Linked DNA regions of Pan troglodytes: region 2 is linked to region 1. A link is a contact called in public Hi-C data. All regions are on one chromosome and are shown on one strand. Each heading gives the region's core, a stretch centred on a gene start, on an enhancer-like site or on the middle of the called end of the contact. The rest is flanking DNA. Distances are from core to core; before and after follow the strand shown. Region 1 holds the start of TLE3 (TLE family member 3, transcriptional corepressor). Region 2 has its middle 170 kb from the start of UACA.

Evidence for each region. A called contact is a pair of places that touch in the nucleus more often than the background predicts.
Region 2: a contact with region 1 is called in a Hi-C map of stem cell-derived neural progenitor cells, with 3 times the contacts expected there. The contact joins the enhancer-like site here to the promoter of TLE3 in region 1. A contact is called at or near these places in 1 of 7 Hi-C or Micro-C datasets (stem cell-derived neural progenitor cells) and 1 of 1 datasets of contacts at active chromatin or transcription factors (stem cell-derived excitatory neurons).

Annotation. Positions count from the first base shown.
Region 1 is chr16:62,100,469-62,105,134 of NHGRI_mPanTro3-v2.0_pri, forward strand. TLE3 (TLE family member 3, transcriptional corepressor) reads right to left here and starts at 1,411. Exons shown (of 20, transcript XM_009429459.5): 1 at 212-1,411. The coding sequence starts at 235.
Region 2 is chr16:62,585,714-62,590,830 of NHGRI_mPanTro3-v2.0_pri, forward strand. No RefSeq gene overlaps it. Among named protein-coding and RNA genes, the nearest start is that of UACA, 170 kb to the right of the region's middle. Within about 2 kb of position 1,573, at least 3 of the 24 cell types and tissues checked have an H3K27ac peak or open chromatin away from gene starts, as enhancers often do. A contact at or near this core is called in stem cell-derived neural progenitor cells, where this site is marked.

The DNA.
Region 1 (4,666 bases), core at 161-2,660:
CCCTGGAACACAAGCAGCCCCCCGCGCCACTCGCGCGGAATTAACCTCCTCTCTCAACGGCGCCCCCCGGCCGCATCCCCTTTGTGTGAGAGCACACACACAAACACACACACCATAAAGGTAGCAACAAGCAAAATGGAGGTGCCAGATAAACTGCCTCGTTTACCCTGCCATGATAGATGCTTAAATAAACCGAGTTGCAATTACTCACCGGATGTCTGCCCTGCGGATACATGGCAGGGAGGGGTCGTGATTCCGAGAGCGTGGAAGCGCCGAGAGCCCGGGCCGGGGAGGTGCGGGGGAGGGGGGAGCCGAGCCCGAGCGGGGGGCGGCCGGGAAACCGAGAGCTCGCCCCCGGCCCCCCCAGCTCGTTCTCGCAGCGAAATCCCAGAGTCGGGCGCCGGCCCCAAGTGGAGACAAAGAGCCGCGGAGCAGGCGGCAAAGTCGTCGGCGGGCGCCGGGGCCGGGCGGCGGGCGCGGGCTTTGTGCGCCTAGGGCTCGGCGGGCAGCGGCCGGCCGCCTTCCCTGGGCTGCGTCGAGCGCGTCAATGCCTGGGACTGCGCGGACATCGTCGGCTCCCCAGCAGGTCCGGCGCGGGGTCCCGAGGCCGGGGGCCCCTCCTGGGGCGAGCTCGGGCCCCCTCCGGGTCACTCAGCGGGTCGCGCCTGTAGGGGGGCGCGCCGGGGCAGCCCCAAGCATCCGGGGCGCGCGGGTCCGATCCTAGAGGCGTCCGGGCCTGGGACTCGCGGCGAGAAGAGGAAGGAGGCGGGCTACGAGGTGGTGGCTTGGGGCCGCAGGAGCGCCGGAGGGTGAGGGCGGGAGCCCGGCGCGGGCGCTTCGACGCCCCCCCTCGGAGAGGAGAGCCTGCTGTTCCGTCTGCTACTGCCGCTGCCGCCGCCGCCGCCGCCGCTGCAAGCCCTTCCCAGGGCCGGGGAGGAACTCCGGGCTCAGTAGGTGCAAATCAAACGCCCTGGCATCCTAACTCCAGCGGGCACGGGAAGCCTCCGCAAAGGGTTCTCGCTGCTCCCAGCTTGAGCACCGCGTCCCCAGCGAGGAGCGCTCAGCGCCACCGCCGCTGCCGCGTCGGAGCGCACAGGCAGGAGAGCGCGGGAGGGGAGACGCAGCCCGAGACCGGGGAGCTCTACGGCTTCCTTCCTTCCCCTCGGCCCGGCTCTCCTCTCCGCGCCCCGGCAAACCCCCAAAACACACACACCCAACACACACACGCGCGCACACACACACACCAAAAAAAAAAGTGCCCCGGACCTACGGATACCACACACAGACAGGCGAGGGGGACGAGCACGAGGTCTGAACTGCCGCGAGAGCAGTTCCAAATAGGGACTGAAAAGTAACAAAATAATGTGGCAGCTTCGTCCGGCGCTGGCCAATGGGAGCGCGGGGCCCCCACGTGGGGCTGCGGGACTCGGCCTACGACTGGGTGCCGCTGGGCGCGACGTCACAATGCCCTCTTGTGTCTAAAACTATGCATGAAAAGTAGCAATCAGGCCCTACCCGCTGGTGACTTTCGCATGGGAGTGAAAAACAGCGCTCCTCAGATCAGGAATTAACCGAAAGACATATAATAAATAGATATATATTATAGTCCTGGGCTGCTCGAGTTTTTTTCCTCCTTTTTTTTCCCACGATCTACTAGCAAATAATTATTTAGCGGGAGGAGGAAAGAGGGAAGACAGAGGAATAACAACAAAAGAAAATAAGACAAGCTGTACAATCTTCAAAACCTGTGGCTGGTAGTAATGTATCAGTTTATTCTGCAGCGGCGGCGAACGATTCCTCCCTCTAATCTCATTAGGTCTGCAAAGCAGCCCAATTAGATACTATAAAACAAACAGAATCACTTTGTCACTTTAATGTTTTCACTTCAAAAGATTTAGGACTGATAAAATGGTGGCTCCTAAAGTTGCCTCCGACCTTTAAAAATTTGCTCGGAACTCAGGATGTCCCCTTTTCTTCACCCCTTCTTCTGCCCGCCTCCCCCACATTAGCCCCCAGCTCTCCTTTGTTCACTCGCCCTTCTTTTCAGAAAGCCAAATAAACAGCTCCTTTGATGTGCGGCGGCTGCCTGCGAGGAGAAGTCTGAGGGACTCTGGCTTGGCGGGCAGCGCAGATGGAAGGGCCCGGCTGCCCGTGGACAACAGGCTCAGCCACGGCTGGCCCCATTCGGGGCGCCTTCCCCGTGGGCACAACTTCACCCTCGCCGCAGCCTCGCCGCGCGGGCTCCTCACTGCATCCCTAGGCTGAGGGGGTTGGGGATGGGGTCGGGACCCTGCTCGGCCGAGGCCCGGGAACTCCGAGTTCCCACCTGGTTTGCTCAGCCTGCTCCCGGCAGTGCCACGGCGTTGGCGGAAGCCTGTATGTGTCTCGGTCGCTAGCCTGCACACTCCGAGGGACGCGGACGCTCCCCCGCTCGCTCGCCCCGGCCCCGCGCCCCCCGGACCCCCGCTTGGTCGCACAGGCCACTCGACTCCGGGGCCAGCTTGCCCGCAAACCGATGGCCTCGCCCTCCCGCGCTCGGGGTTACGGCGGGGCAGACGAGCAAGCAGGGAGTGGACCTCAAAGCGCGCACCGCCCGGTGGACGGCCAAGGCGGGACCCCCGGGGCCCTCCCCGGCAAGTCCGCGAGCCCGCACGCACCCCAGGGCCCGCGGCGGGCGCGCGCGAGCCGGCCGCGCGTCCCCGGATCTATATTTTCCCCTCATTAGGAGCCGGAGGTTCGCTTTTGCATCTTAATGAGGAGCTGAGAGCTAGCGGGCGCTCGGAGGCCGGAGCGCGGGGAGTTACACGTGAGCACCCGCCTCAGAACTGAACCTCCCCGCGCCCGCTCCGGCCGCCAGCCCCGAACCGCGCTCCCCTCTTCATTTATTTATTCTCCTAAATAAAAACATAAATCGTGTTTCGGCGCGCACCGAAGACGGGGGAGGGAGAAGCCCGGCTCGACAGATGCGAGCATCTGGCCGCAGCATTCATTAGACACAAAATGGCTCCTCTTTGGAGCTTCCTTTCCCCCTCCCCCTTCTCTGCCCTCCCCCTTACGTCACGGGTGGGCGCACCCGCTTCTTACTCGCCCCGCCCCTTTCTCGCTCCAGCCCCACGTGGGGGACGCCGACCACGCCTCCGAGCAAGGTGTGAGTCACCAATCACGGACCGCCGAAGGGGCTCTTCGTTGCTGATTGGCGAAGCTGCTGGGCCCTGTCAGTCCCCGGCCAGAGCTGTCAGTCAAAACCACGCGGGGTGGGGGAGCGCTGACAAATGCCGAGGCTTCTGAGCCTCCCGCTTGCAAATAGTGCTTGGAATGGCTGCTTAATTAGCTTTGAATGGCTTTTCCTTCCAGCTCAAACAATCTGTCACTACCATGTGGTATAAAGGAGCCATGCATAAAAAAGTAAGCAGAGGCTAAATATCAATTTGATTTTGTGTATCAAAGGAATATTTTATTTTTCTCCCTAGTAATGAAACGTATCAATTTAAATAATAAAAGGTAAAAACACACACACAAACAAAAAAAAAAAAAAAAAAGAAGAAGAAGAAGGAAAAGAAAAGAGGAAAAAAAAGAAAGAAAAAGAAAACCCAAACTCTACGGTGTGGCGACTCCTGCGCACGCCTGAAACAGGTCACTTCCACAGCCCACGTTCTGGAGGAAGCCTGAAGACTTTCCCCTCCCCCCTTTAAACTTGCATTTAGTGTTTTGTTGTCGTCGTCTTCCAGAAGTCTAGAAGGAGTGGTGGAGGAGGGGTGGCCTGTGAAAGGGGACGTGGCGGCGGGGGAGGGGGCGAACTTTAAAGGGAGCTCTTTGAAGCTGCTACTCAAAGTAGAGGGGGTTTTAAGACCCCGTAAACTGGGGGTCCTACAGCAGGTCTCGATTTGGGAGCTGAGAGGAGAGGGGGATGAGAGCGGGTGTGCGTCTCGCTCGGATTTATTAAACACAATGCCTTCAAGATGCCAGGGACGCGGCGCCTCGCCGGGCCTCCCTCTCAGTCTCCCTCTGGACTGGCTCCGACGGCGCCCGCCAGCAGGCGGCCGAGAAGCCGCGGGGCCCCCAGGTCGGGTCTTACGAAGATTGTATACAGAAAAGGACAGCAGCTCTGTCTCTCGCCCGGGTGTCCCTCCTGCCCCGACGTCCACGCCCCCCGGTGACCACACGAGCCAGAGCGCTCCAACAGGGCAGACCCACGTCGAGTTCACCTGTGAGCCCCAGCGCCAGGGCCGAGCCCGGCACGCTGGAGGAGTTCGCGGCTGCGTGTCCCCGACGCGGTTTTGCAGAGCGCCGCCTCCTCCGCAGAGCCGGGCGGTAGAACCACGCTACGCAGTCAGGAAGAACAGCGCTTGAGCGCTCACTAGGTACAAGGCAGGGCACTGCTACCCAGGCAGCGCTCTCCTCTCCCTTACCTCACTCCCGAGGGAAGCAGTTTGGCTGGGGACCCCATTTTATAGAGCAAAAAAGAGAGGCTGAGAAAGCTCAATCATTTGCCCCGAGCTGGGCAGAGGGTCAGGATTCGAATCCAGGGCAGCCAGCTTAATGGCCAACCTCAGCGACCCCTTTGCTTACGCAAGCTGGATACGTGCAAGTTTTTGCTGGAGAAAAGACATTCATTCATTCATTCATGCCCAGCCCTTTCTGAGAGCCTGGCTTTGGGAGAACAGGC
Region 2 (5,117 bases), core at 323-2,822, 490 kb after region 1:
ACCAGGTTGGCCAGGCTGGTCTTGAACTCCTGACCTCAGGTGATCTGCCCTTCTCAGCCTCCGAAAGTGCTGGGATTACAGGCTTGAGCCACCGCGCCCGGCCCTTTTCTATTTATTTACGAATGGGTATATACATACCCAAAGAAAGTGTGTCATCTTGTAGGGAGTTTGCTTGCTTGCTAATTGTTGCTGTGAATTAATCTGTCCTTCTGAAATTTACTATTTTTCATTCTACAATATATCTGGAGATTTGCCCACATGGGTATATAGGGCTCTATGTCGTCCTTCCTAACCATAGCACGGGATCATATATTATACTATGTTGAATTTGGCCATTACCCCATCATGGGCACTTTATATAATGTGCAGAAAATCCACAATATCTTACCCTGTAAGGATACTCAGGGCCAAACACAGAAGTTTCTTCAAAAAGCTCAACATAATGGTGGAGTCAGGAGGGGCCTCAGGGCGAGAGGCAGGGGAAGTGGGGGTTAGTCCTCCAGCCTCAACAGGGAGGACCCCATTCTGGGCAATAGTTATTAATAAAATGGAAGGTTGAGAAGAGTTGCAGTGGGTGAGAGAGGACAGACCAGTTGCTTCATGCTTGTTCATGCTTGGCTTGACCGATACCACACGCTGAGTGGTAAAAGAAGGTTCTCCTGGCCTTCCCTGGGGGTGGAATTACAACTCAACACTGGGGCTAAACCCGATTTCAGAACTCAAGCAGAGAGAGCTCCTCCTACCATGTTGGCAGAAGGGAAGACGGGGGTGGATGCGAGTCAATAGTCTCCATAAATGTCTTCATTGGGCCACGGCTTACCTGCCTCCTCACCCACCCCAGCCACAAGCACACACTCCACTTGCTTCTCCAAGTTAGGGGACCAGAGGGGAAGTGTGGGAGGCTTTTGATTGCCATGGCTTCTGTATTGAGTTCTCCTTCAGATCACACCTGAGTTTAGACGACTCAGCCCAGGCTGGATCCTATAAGACATGTCCCCCTTCACTTAACAGATGGGGAAATTGGGCTTTAGGAGAGGAGAAATAAGCCCAAATCACAAGCTAGCAAGGGGCCACAAGCCTTTTGACCCTCGCCCGCAAAGTAAAATCAATAAATTCCACCTGGATTCCTTTTCAGCAAAACGCCGTCAGACACCCGTAGGCAATTCTTTTCTAAGTGGAATCACTTGTGGCTTAGGCCTTTGATGTGACTCATCTGGGCAGAATCCCTGTAAACAGTGGGCCTGACCCGCGAGGACTTGGGGGCTGCTCGGGTCAGAGCCCCGCGGCCCCCGTCACAGACCCCGGGGATCTGGGGAGGGGCGTCAGGCCTCCACCAAAGAAACAGCAAAGACAGAGCAGCGGGACCCGGGCGAATCCGCGCCCGTCCCTGCCCAGGCTGCCCGGGTTCCGCCGCTGGGCGACCCCAGCATTTCCTTTGAAGTCTGAAGCTCTCTTATCCCCGGGCCCCTGCCTCCCGGTACCGCCGATGCGCAGCGATTGCCAGGCAGGTCTCCGCCGGGCTGGGAGAGCCGCCGCCGACCCTGTGCGGGCCCCTCCCCTTTGCCCGGGTGCGCCGCGCCTTTGCCCGGGTGCGCAGCGCCCCCTGCGGACCGAGCGTGGACCCCTTTCCAGCCCGAGCAGGGTCGCTGCCGCGGCGGGCACCAGAGGCCGAGCCCCGCGGGTGAGGACCCCTCCCCCGGCAGCAGCAGGTCTCAGGAGCGCAGGGTTTCAGCGTCAAGGGGTTCTGGGTTCCAGGCGGGACTGGACAACTTGGGAGCTGGGTAGCTGGGACGCGCTGGTCCCCTCTGTGAACGCGCTCCATCCGCAGATGGAAACCCCCTCCCCCCCTCGACCCCAGCCCACAGCTAACTTCCCGAGCTCTCTGAGAACCACAGCAGGCGAGGTAACGTCTTTGGCAGCTCCTCTCCTCCCCGTCCCCAGTCTCTGCACAGTGCCCTGTCACCCCAGGTAACCTCACCCCTCCCTCCCCAGGGCCTCCTCTGTCTCTCTCCCCGCAGCCTCCCCTAAACTCTGACCTGTACAACCACGGGTAGTTGTTGCGGAGCACTTACTTGAGAGTCAGGAGATTGGACACCAGTCAGCTCAGCCAGCCTTTTAGGGCATCGCTCTGTTCCCCAGGTTGGAGTGTCCTGACGCAATCCCTGTTTACTGCAGCCTCAACCTCCAGGCTCAAGCGATCCTCCCGCTTCAGCTCCCACCTCCGCAGTCCCCCAGTAGCTGGAACTACCGGCACCGGCCACCACAACCGGTTAATTTTTGTATTTTTTTGTAGAGACGGGGTTTCGCTATGTTGTCCAGGCTCCTCTCCAACCCCTGAGCTCAGATGATCCGCCTGCCCTGGCCTCCTAAAGTACTGGGATTATAGGTATTGTGTCCCGAATTGGTGGGTTCTTGGTCTCACTGACTTCAAGACTGAAGCCGCGGACCCTCGCGGTGAGTGTTACAGCTCTTGAGGTGGCGCGTCTGGAGTTTGTTCCTTCTGACGTTCAGACGTGTTCGGGATTTCTTCCTTCTGGTGGGTTCGTGGTCTCGCTGGCTCAGGAGTAAAGCTGCAGACCTTCGCAGTGAATGTTACCGCTTTTAAGGCGGCGCGTCTAGAGTTGTTCGTTCCTCCCGGTGGGCTCGCGGTCTCCCGGGCTTCAGGAGTGAAGCTGCAGACCTTCCCGGTGAGTGTTACAACTCACAAAAGCAGTGTGGACCCAGAGTGAGCAGTAACAAGATTTATTGCAAAGAGCGAAAGAACAAACCTCCCACACTGCGAAAGTGGACCCCAACTGGTTGCCAGTGCTAGCTCGCGCCGCCTGCTTTTATTCTCTTATCTGGCCCCACCCACATCCTGCTGATTGGTAGAGCCCAGTGGTCTGTTTTGACAGGACGCTGATTGGTGCGTTTACGATCCCTGAGCTAGACACAAAGGTTCTCCACCTCCCGGCTAGATTAGCTAGATACAGAGCGTGGACACAAAGGTTCTCCAAGGCCCCACCAGAATAGCTAGATACAGAGTGTTGATTGGTGCATTCACAAACCCTGAGCTAGACACAGAGTGCCGATTGGTGTATTTACAATCACTGAGCTAGACATAAAGGTTCTCCAAGGCCCCACCAGAGCAGCTAGATACGGAGTGTGAATTGCTGCACTCACAAACCCTGAGCTAGACACAGGGTGCTGATTGGTGTGTTTACAAACCTTGAGCTAGATACAGAGTGCCGATTGGTGTATTTACAATCCCTGAGCTAGACATAAAGACTCTCCACGTCCCCACCAGACTCAGGAATCCAGCTGGCTTCACCCAGTGGATCCCGCACCAGGGCTGCAGGTGGAGCTGCCTGCCAGTCCTGCGCCATGCGCTCGCACTCCTCAGCCCTTGGGCGGTCGATGGGACTGGGCACTGGAGCAGGGGGCGGCGCTTGTCGGGGAGGCTTGGGCCGCACAGGAGCCCACGGAGGGGGTGGGAGGCTCAGGCATGGCAGGCTGCAGGTCTCGAGCCCTGCCCCGTGGGAAGGCAGCTAAGGCCCGGCGAGAAATCAAGCGCAGCGCGCCGATGGGCCAGCACTGCTGGGGGACCCAGTACACCCTCCGCAGCCGCTGGCCCGGGTGCTAAGCCCCTCACTGCCCGGGGCCGGCAGGGCCGTCCGGCTGCTCCGAGTGCGGGGCCCGCCAAGCCCACGCCCACCCAAAACTCCAGCTGGCCCGCAAGCGCTGCACGCAGCCCCGGTTCCTGCTCGCGCCTCTCCCTTGTGCAAGCTGAGGGAGCCGGCTCTGGCCTTGGCCAGCCCAGAAAGGGGCTCCCATAGTGCAGGGGTGGGCTGAAGGGCTCCTCAAGTGCCGCCAAAGTGAGAGCCGAGGCAGAGGAGGCGCCGAGAGAGAGCGAGGGCTGTGAGGACTGCCAGCACGCTGTCACCTCTCAGTATGACCTACGTTGGACAATTCAGTTGCCCCTCTCAGAGCTATTTCCTCCTCTTTAAAAAAGGAGAAGATCTGCTTGGGTCTGGCACTCCTCATTCCAGTTCACTCTCCAAACTCCATGCAGAACTAGGAGCACGCATCCCTATTCCCCTTGCCCAGGGATGCCCCTGCCCCTCCTCCTGGACTAAATTAGTAAAGAGCACCACCAAACCTCATCACCCAGACTACAGAGCTGGGACAGGCAGTATAGACTCTCCTGCTACATCCTGAGAGTCTTCAGAGACGCCTCCCCACCCCCTACCTCTCTGCCTTCTGTCTAAGCAAAGCCACCCCCACATCGCTGCCGGAATGGCTGTGCAAAACACAGTTCAGACCAGGCCACTCCCTGCTTCAAATCCTTCAGTGCCTCAGCCTTCAGAATGAAGGCCAAGGTTAGTACCCAGGCAGAGAGAACCTTGACCATCGACCCCTGCGGATGTCTCCAACTTCACACCCCATCCCTTCCCACCTTAGACTGGTCCCCATAATACAAAACGGCCTGTGATTCCACACACTATCCCTCACTTACAGGGTCCCCTTTGCAGAGGACGCCCTCTTCCCTCCCCACCCCACCTCATGCCATAGACACACTGTCCTGTGATTAACTCCTGCTCCTGTGCCTCCTCCCCACCCCACCTCTGCTTCAAAGCCTCCTGTGCTTGCTTCGATTGCTTCCTCTAACCACATTATATTAAAATGTAATTCAGTGTTCTTGTTGTTCCAATTACTTATCTGTCTTCCCTTCTAAATTGTGAAGTCCTCAAGTGCTGTCTTATTCATATAACCCAGATGATTCCTGGGATCTCCCAGCCCACTTAGTTCTAGTTTAGATGAGTTTGCAGTAGACACGGCCAATTGCCCACCCAACAGCCATTTTCCAAGTCATCTTTAATGATAGAATCTTGATTTTGTTCAGGAAGACAATAAGCCCAGCTAAAATAGTCTCCTTCCCAGATTCTCTTACCATGAAGTGTGGCCACGTGACCCATATGTGGCAGAAGTCACTGGATGGCACTCCCAGAAAAGCTTTTCAAAAGAGGATACATTCATTCATCTGTCCTTTTTTCCCCTCCCTGTTCTTCTTTCCTGGAACATGGGCGAGATGTCTGGAGGAGGAGCAGCCATCATGCAACCAAGAGGACAGAAGCTGC